Regions from separate parts of the Pan troglodytes genome. Here region 2 is linked to region 1. The links are chromatin contacts, called in public HiChIP or PLAC-seq maps. All regions are on one chromosome and are shown on one strand. Each heading gives the region's core, a stretch centred on a gene start, on an enhancer-like site or on the middle of the called end of the contact. The rest is flanking DNA. Distances are from core to core; before and after follow the strand shown.

Region 1 (3,565 bases), core at 745-3,244:
AAAAAAAAAAAGACAAGAGAATGAACAGAAAAAGTGAAAAAGTCACTCCCATCCAAAACAGGGTGAGATACACAATGTGTCTGTCCACAAAGAAAAACTTATATTCCTGGTCTTCAATGCCTGTGGGGGGCTCCCTGACTTCTATACCACTACAGAGATCACTCTGTCCCCAAGCTGAGGGCTCAGTTCCCAGGGCTCTGGGTACTCACCATCTTCTGGAGTTCATCAGCAGATTCTTGGACCCGCTCCCGGTCATTACTGTCCACCACAAAGATGAGGCCCTGGGCAGGAAGGAAGGAAGAAAGGAGAAGCAATCACTTCTGCCTGGGGCATACCGTAGTGTGGCCCTTTCTGTTTTCTTCCCATTTGTAATTGTGTCAATCCTTCTCATCTAGTAAACTCTACAGAAGTTTACAGAACTCTATAGAAGCTCTACAGGAGTCATGGCACAAACTAGAGACCCCACTGCAAAGAGGAAGTAGTTTATCCAAAGATGTGCAAGGAAATAAAGACATGTTATGAGGGCTAAATCAGGCAGCCTGGTCCCAGAATCCTGCTTCTAAAGAGAAGTCCAAGCTGGGGAAGACTAAGGTGAGTTCTGAAGAGTGAGTAGGGGGTAGCCAAACAGAAGGGGTAGAAGTGGGGAAGGGTTTTTTCCTTGGCCTGGGGGCCCAGCCTAGGCCAACAATTCTGTTCTCCCAGCCCTAACACCTTTTCCCGTGGGGTTAGAAAGTCCCCTCCCAACACTCCACCTGAGTGTTCTGGAAGTAGTGCCGCCACAGAGGCCGAATCTTGTCCTGGCCTCCCACGTCCCAGACTGTGAAACAGATGTTCTTATATTCCACTGTTTCTACATTGAAGCCTGCAGATAATTGGAAAAAAAATATGAGAAAACTCCTGAAAGAAAGGAACTCACTAAAACTACTTAGATTTCAGCAGGGACACAAAACCAGAAGGCAATGATCAAGGCCCAGGGGAACAGAACCCCAGAACTGGCGGTCAACAGGGCGGGGCTAGGTCACATCCACCCTGCCTCCGGTATCCACGTAGAGATACCCTGACCCACTTCTCAAATAGCTGTATCTGGTGTCAGGGTCAGCTCCAGAAAAGTGGCAGAACTGGGAGCAGACCCCGCGAGGGCCCGCCGCGGCGCTCCCGCTCCCTGCTTCATCCCCGGGCTCACCTATGGTTGGGATGGTGGTGACAATCTCCCCCAACTTCAGTTTGTACAGGATTGTGGTCTTGCCAGCCGCATCCAAGCCAACTGCAACGGAAAGGGGCACAGGGATGGAGATGGGAGCGAGGGAGCCCCCTAGAGACCAGGGAAAGGGAGAGGCCACAACAGCTGATGGTGACTGGGGCGGAGAGCGGGAGCGCCTCCAGGTGCGCGTCGTTATCTACCTTTGAGGCCTGGAGGGCAGTCGGGTGGCGTGAGCCAACTCCAAAGAGGGCGCGGAGCGGGAGAGGACTGGGAGGCAAGGGGCACGGGAGGTAGGCCGCGCTCCTTTTAAAAGTCGTCTCCAAGGGCGGAATCCTCCCTTCTTACCAGCCGGGCTGGGGCGGAGGGAGCTTCACCCCACCCAGGCCCGCAGCTCCGGGTGTCAGGCCCCGGGGTCGGCGATGCAGACCGGGACCCGCCCGAGAGCAGAGGCCCCGGGGCGTTATGAGGTGGGTGACTCGGGGCCAGAGACCCAGGTGAGCGGGGCTGGAGGGACGCGGGGGCGGAAGGGCTGCGCCGGGGCCGGCGCCCCGGTCCGGGCCGCGCGCTCGATCTGCCTCACCCATGAGAATCCGCATCTGCTTCTTCCCGAAGATCCGCGAAAAGAGCGCGGACACGGTGAGGCCCATGGCGGGGCCCGGGGAGGGGCGCGGGCACCGACGCGGGGTGCGGGCTGGAACTGGCCGGCCGCGGGGGGATGGGGCGCAGCGGCAGCAGGAGGAGGCTCCGCCGCCGCCTCCGCGCGTCGCTGCCCTCCCGACGTCACCGCGGGCCCGCCCCCGTCCGGGCCCCGCCCCCGGCTCTCGGCCCCGCCTCCCCCGGCTCTGGCTCCTGGGGGAGCCGAAGCTCCGCGAGTTGCCGCTGCTGGCCTGGGTCCCGTGCGGCCCTTACTTGGGAACGGGTCTGGGTCTCTAACGCGCCTGCCAGGCCTGTGGCCGCCGACCGGCAGCCCGAGCGCGGCTGAGGAAAGGATTCATCGCTCCGCAGCGGCCCCTGCCCCCATTTTCAGTGGCCGGCCGCTGGGCTTTGGTTTGTTGCGTCCAGGCCCCTAGGGGCTCCGGTTTTAGCCCTTGGGAACCAGTAGCACTGAACGTGTGCACCACTCTCCTTTGGGGAGTGGAAGCTGCGATTAGGGGTCTTGGTCCTCCCTTTACTGCCTCATCTTCCACCGAGGGACTTGCGCGTAGTAGGTGGTCGTGTGAAGAGTGCGCGGGAGGTAGGGGAAGGTGCCCGAGTGCTAGCTAGCTTCCATGGTCCCTCAAAACGCCTACTTCCTAATTCCCAATCCGCAGAACCAGTGTAAGATTCACGGCCTTGGGCGGCGGGGTCACAGACCCACTCCTGGGCTGTTGGAGAAGTCCACCTTCGTTTGGATAGCCCTGCGGGCCCCGCCTCTCAGTCCAGGCGCTGGCCGCTTTGCTGAAGTTCCTCACTTTGCCACAGACTTATGGACCTGGCTTATTCTTGCACACCCATTCAGGATTTTGTGAAGATCTTGACTCCGTAGATCCAAAGAGCTTCACATGTCATTTCCCTGCCTCATTTTAACATCTGAGAGGAGAATAGCAAAATAGGAATGAAATTCTTCTGCGGTGGAGACTTGCTCATTGCCAGGCATTATTAGGCCTAACAAATGCTTGTTCAGTTGAACTGGACTGATGGATTCTCAATGGAGCAAGGGTAGGTGTTATGTCTACTCTGGATTCCCAGTAGGCTTCTAGGATCAATTGTTTATGGACTCGAGGTAAACTGAGCTGGGAATAAAAAAACCTTCACTCATTCATTTGCTTTTTCAGCAGATATTTACTGAGCACCCACCACTTGCCAGCACGTGATTTCAGGCTTTAGTTCAAATCTTAATTCTGCCATTTCTTGAGGATTTGGCTTCAGCACTCCTCATAACTCTTCCGTTATTTCGTCATCTATAAAAGGAGACTTGTTCTAACTTAAGGGGTTATGGTGAATATTAAAATGATTTGATAATGTGACTGAATGTTATGTATAATACAGCTTGATGTTATTTGGGCCACTGAGAAACGGGGTCTGAACAGACCTCCAGGGCCTGCCCCATCCTGATCTGCAAAGTCTGTAACAAGGACAGACTTTGGGAAACAGGTATGAGTGAGTGAATGACTTTCCTTTTCTCTTCAGTCATAGACTTGCATCCCTAAGAAGGCTTTTACGAGGCTGAAGAGTACATTTTAGAGAGTTCCAATATAATAACAGAACTAGTGTTCACCAAGTTAGGTCAATTCTACATTTAGCTCTTTTATCAGCCTCTTTGCTTCCATCTCTGTTGTCACTACCTTCTGTTCCCCATGACTGAAAGTCTCCTCACAGGTTTCC
Region 2 (3,357 bases), core at 253-2,752, 440 kb before region 1:
GCCGCAGCCCCGCGCCGCTCCAGCCTATCAGCGGCCACCCAACTGCTCCCTCCGACCGGCCCAAAATAGCTGCGAACGCCTGCGACTTGCGCGCGGCCCCTCACTTGACGCTCACTCCGGCTCGCTCGCCCGCTCGCCCTGGCCCCGCTCCGCTCGTCTAGAGGGGGCGGGGAGGAAGCGGCCCGGGGAGGGGGGAGGGGGGAGGGGGAGAGAGGAAGAGAGGAGGAAGGAAGGAGGAAGGAGGAAGACCGGCGGCCGGAGGCGCGGGGCTGCGCGGCGCCGGCCGGCGCGGCGCTGGAAGGCGCCGGCGTTAACCCCGCGAGGCAGGCGACGGAGGGGGAGCGGCGCTAATACATAAGAGCACTGCATCACGCTAATCTTCTCCCAGAACAGTATGCGTCAGCAGTACATTCACGTTCTGACTGAAGGACAAAAGGATGAGAGAGCAGTCTGCGTGGCTGCCGCCTGCAACACCGCGAGCCCGGCGCGAGGAGGAGACGGTGGGCGCCGCGCGCAGGGGCCCCGCTGCTGCTGCTGCCGCCGCCGCCGCCGCTAGCCAGCGGGGACTATGTTCCTGGGCTCCGGAGCGTTTCCCGCAGCCGCGACCCCCGCTGCTCACGCCGCTGCAGCAGTCCGCTGGCGGCGCGGCCACTGAGGGCGCCGGGAGCCGAAGCCGCGAACTCGCTCCCTCCGCACAAAGCCGGAGCCGGCGGCGCGCCGGGGGCCGGGCAGCGGCGGGCGGTTGCGCGCCGCCGGGGGCTGCGGCCGCCGCCGCCGCCGGACCCGCGCCCGCCCCCGGACTCTCTGAAGGGGCCTGCGGTGCGGGCGCGACCGCGGGCGCCGCGCGCTCCTCCGGCCGGCAGACCGGGTCCGAGCGCAGCCGCCACGCCGCTGGTCCTCGGGGGCCGGACGGATCGCCGCCCCGCGCGCCGGCAGCCGGCGGACTGGAGAACTGACCCCCCGTTTTTGTCTCTTCCACCCTCCGAGAAGAGGCGAGGAGAAAGGGGGTGTGTGTCTGGGGAGGGCGAAGGCGCCGCGAACACCTCCTCTTAACTCTCGCCGCTCCGCGAGCTCACGACCGCAATCAGCTGCCGCCGGCCCGGAGCGGCCGACGCCGGGAGAGGGAGCGCAGCATCCAGCGAGTGCGGCCTGGGCGGCTTCGGGGCGCCCCCGCACTCCCTCCGGCGGCGGCCCGCAGAGCGGGCCGGGGCCGCCGGAGCGCACTTTGGCGATGAAGCGCCTTCCCCCGCGGCTGGAGCGAGCCGGTGCCAGGGTCCAAGGACAAAGCCGGGAAGCGCTGGTGGCGCCGCTCCTCGGGCGGAGGAGGGGGCATGCACCTGCATAGCCCGCCGGGCCTTGGCTCTCCCAGGCGCGCCTCAACTCCGCGGCTTCGCCGGCTCCGGCTCCGGATTTACTAGAGGCCATTTTGTCTCCCCCACCCCTTCCCTCCCCTCCCCTCTGCCCTCCCCGCCCCCACCACTTCCCCCTTTTGTTAATTAAAACTAAGAAGTCGGAATGGGAACGAGGTGCCCAGCTCCCGTGGAGAAAGCTTAAGGACACCACGCCAGTGCTTTCCTGCCTTCCTTCCGAGGTAGGTGACGGCGAACTGGGTGGGGACGGTTGCAGTGTGGGAGAGTCGTAGCTTTCGGAGGGCTTGCCTTGAGGGTGGGTTGGGAGACCAGGGGCCGCTCGAGTTTGGCAGGATTTTTTTCGGCCGATCCGCTCCGTCTCTCTAATCGCCCCCTCCCCACCTCCTTCTCCAGATGGAAAGAGGAGCTCCTAGCTCACTTAAGCCGGGGTAGGGCTGGTTCTCCTTTCCGAGCCAAAATCCCAGGCGATGGTGAATTATGAACGTGCCACACCATGAAGCTCTTGTGGCAGGTAACTGTGCACCACCACACCTGGAATGCCATCCTGCTCCCGTTCGTCTACCTCACGGCGCAAGTGTGGATTCTGTGTGCAGCCATCGCTGCTGCCGCCTCAGCCGGGCCCCAGAACTGCCCCTCCGTCTGCTCGTGCAGTAACCAGTTCAGCAAGGTGGTGTGCACGCGCCGGGGCCTCTCCGAGGTCCCGCAGGGTATTCCCTCGAACACCCGGTACCTCAACCTCATGGAGAACAACATCCAGATGATCCAGGCCGACACCTTCCGCCACCTCCACCACCTGGAGGTCCTGCAGTTGGGCAGGAACTCCATCCGGCAGATTGAGGTGGGGGCCTTCAACGGCCTGGCCAGCCTCAACACCCTGGAGCTGTTCGACAACTGGCTGACAGTCATCCCTAGCGGGGCCTTTGAATACCTGTCCAAGCTGCGGGAGCTCTGGCTTCGCAACAACCCCATCGAAAGCATCCCCTCTTACGCCTTCAACCGGGTGCCCTCCCTCATGCGCCTGGACTTGGGGGAGCTCAAGAAGCTGGAGTATATCTCTGAGGGAGCTTTCGAGGGGCTGTTCAACCTCAAGTATCTGAACTTGGGCATGTGCAACATTAAAGACATGCCCAATCTCACCCCCCTCGTGGGGCTGGAGGAGCTGGAGATGTCAGGGAACCATTTCCCTGAGATCAGGCCTGGCTCCTTCCATGGCCTGAGCTCCCTCAAGAAGCTCTGGGTCATGAACTCACAGGTCAGCCTGATTGAGCGGAATGCTTTTGACGGGCTGGCTTCACTTGTGGAACTCAACTTGGCCCACAATAACCTCTCTTCTTTGCCCCATGACCTCTTTACCCCGCTGAGGTACCTGGTGGAGTTGCATCTACACCACAACCCTTGGAACTGTGATTGTGACATTCTGTGGCTAGCCTGGTGGCTTCGAGAGTATATACCCACCAATTCCACCTGCTGTGGCCGCTGTCATGCTCCCATGCACATGCGAGGCCGCTACCTCGTGGAGGTGGACCAGGCCTCCTTCCAGTGCTCTGCCCCCTTCATCATGGACGCACCTCGAGACCTCAACATTTCTGAGGGTCGGATGGCAGAACTTAAGTGTCGGACTCCCCCTATGTCCTCCGTGAAGTGGTTGCTGCCCAATGGGACAGTGCTCAGCCACGCCTCCCGCCACCCAAGGATCTCTGTCCTCAACGACGGCACCTTGAACTTTTCCCACGTGCTGCTTTCAGACACTGGGGTGTACACATGCATGGTGACCAATGTTGCAGGCAACTCCAACGCCTCGGCCTACCTCAATGTGAGCACGGCTGAGCTCAACACCTCCAACTACAGCTTCTTCACCACAGTAACAGTGGAGACCACGGAGATCTCGCCTGAGGACACAACGCGAAAGTACAAGCCTGTTCCTACCACGTCCACTGGTTACCAGCCGGCATATACCACCTCTACCACGGTGCTCATTCAGACCACC

What was found. HiChIP or PLAC-seq counts read pairs in DNA pulled down with a chosen protein or histone mark.
Region 2: a contact with region 1 is called in an H3K4me3 HiChIP or PLAC-seq map of stem cell-derived excitatory neurons, with 2.9 times the contacts expected there. The contact joins the promoter of LRRC4 here to the promoter of ARF5 in region 1. A contact is called at or near these places in 2 of 7 Hi-C or Micro-C datasets (induced pluripotent stem cells and stem cell-derived neural progenitor cells) and 1 of 1 datasets of contacts at active chromatin or transcription factors (stem cell-derived excitatory neurons).

The regions. Positions count from the first base shown.
Region 1 is chr6:143,004,928-143,008,492 of NHGRI_mPanTro3-v2.0_pri, reverse strand. ARF5 (ADP ribosylation factor 5) reads right to left here and starts at 1,994. Exons shown (of 6, transcript XM_519351.8): 1 at 1,782-1,994; 2 at 1,184-1,264; 3 at 753-862; 4 at 210-281. The coding sequence starts at 1,848.
Region 2 is chr6:143,443,388-143,446,744 of NHGRI_mPanTro3-v2.0_pri, reverse strand. It overlaps LRRC4 (leucine rich repeat containing 4), which reads left to right and starts at 1,502. Exons shown (of 2, transcript XM_001151566.6): 1 at 1,502-1,591; 2 at 1,764-3,357. The coding sequence starts at 1,864. All of the region lies in intron 16 of SND1 (staphylococcal nuclease and tudor domain containing 1), which reads right to left.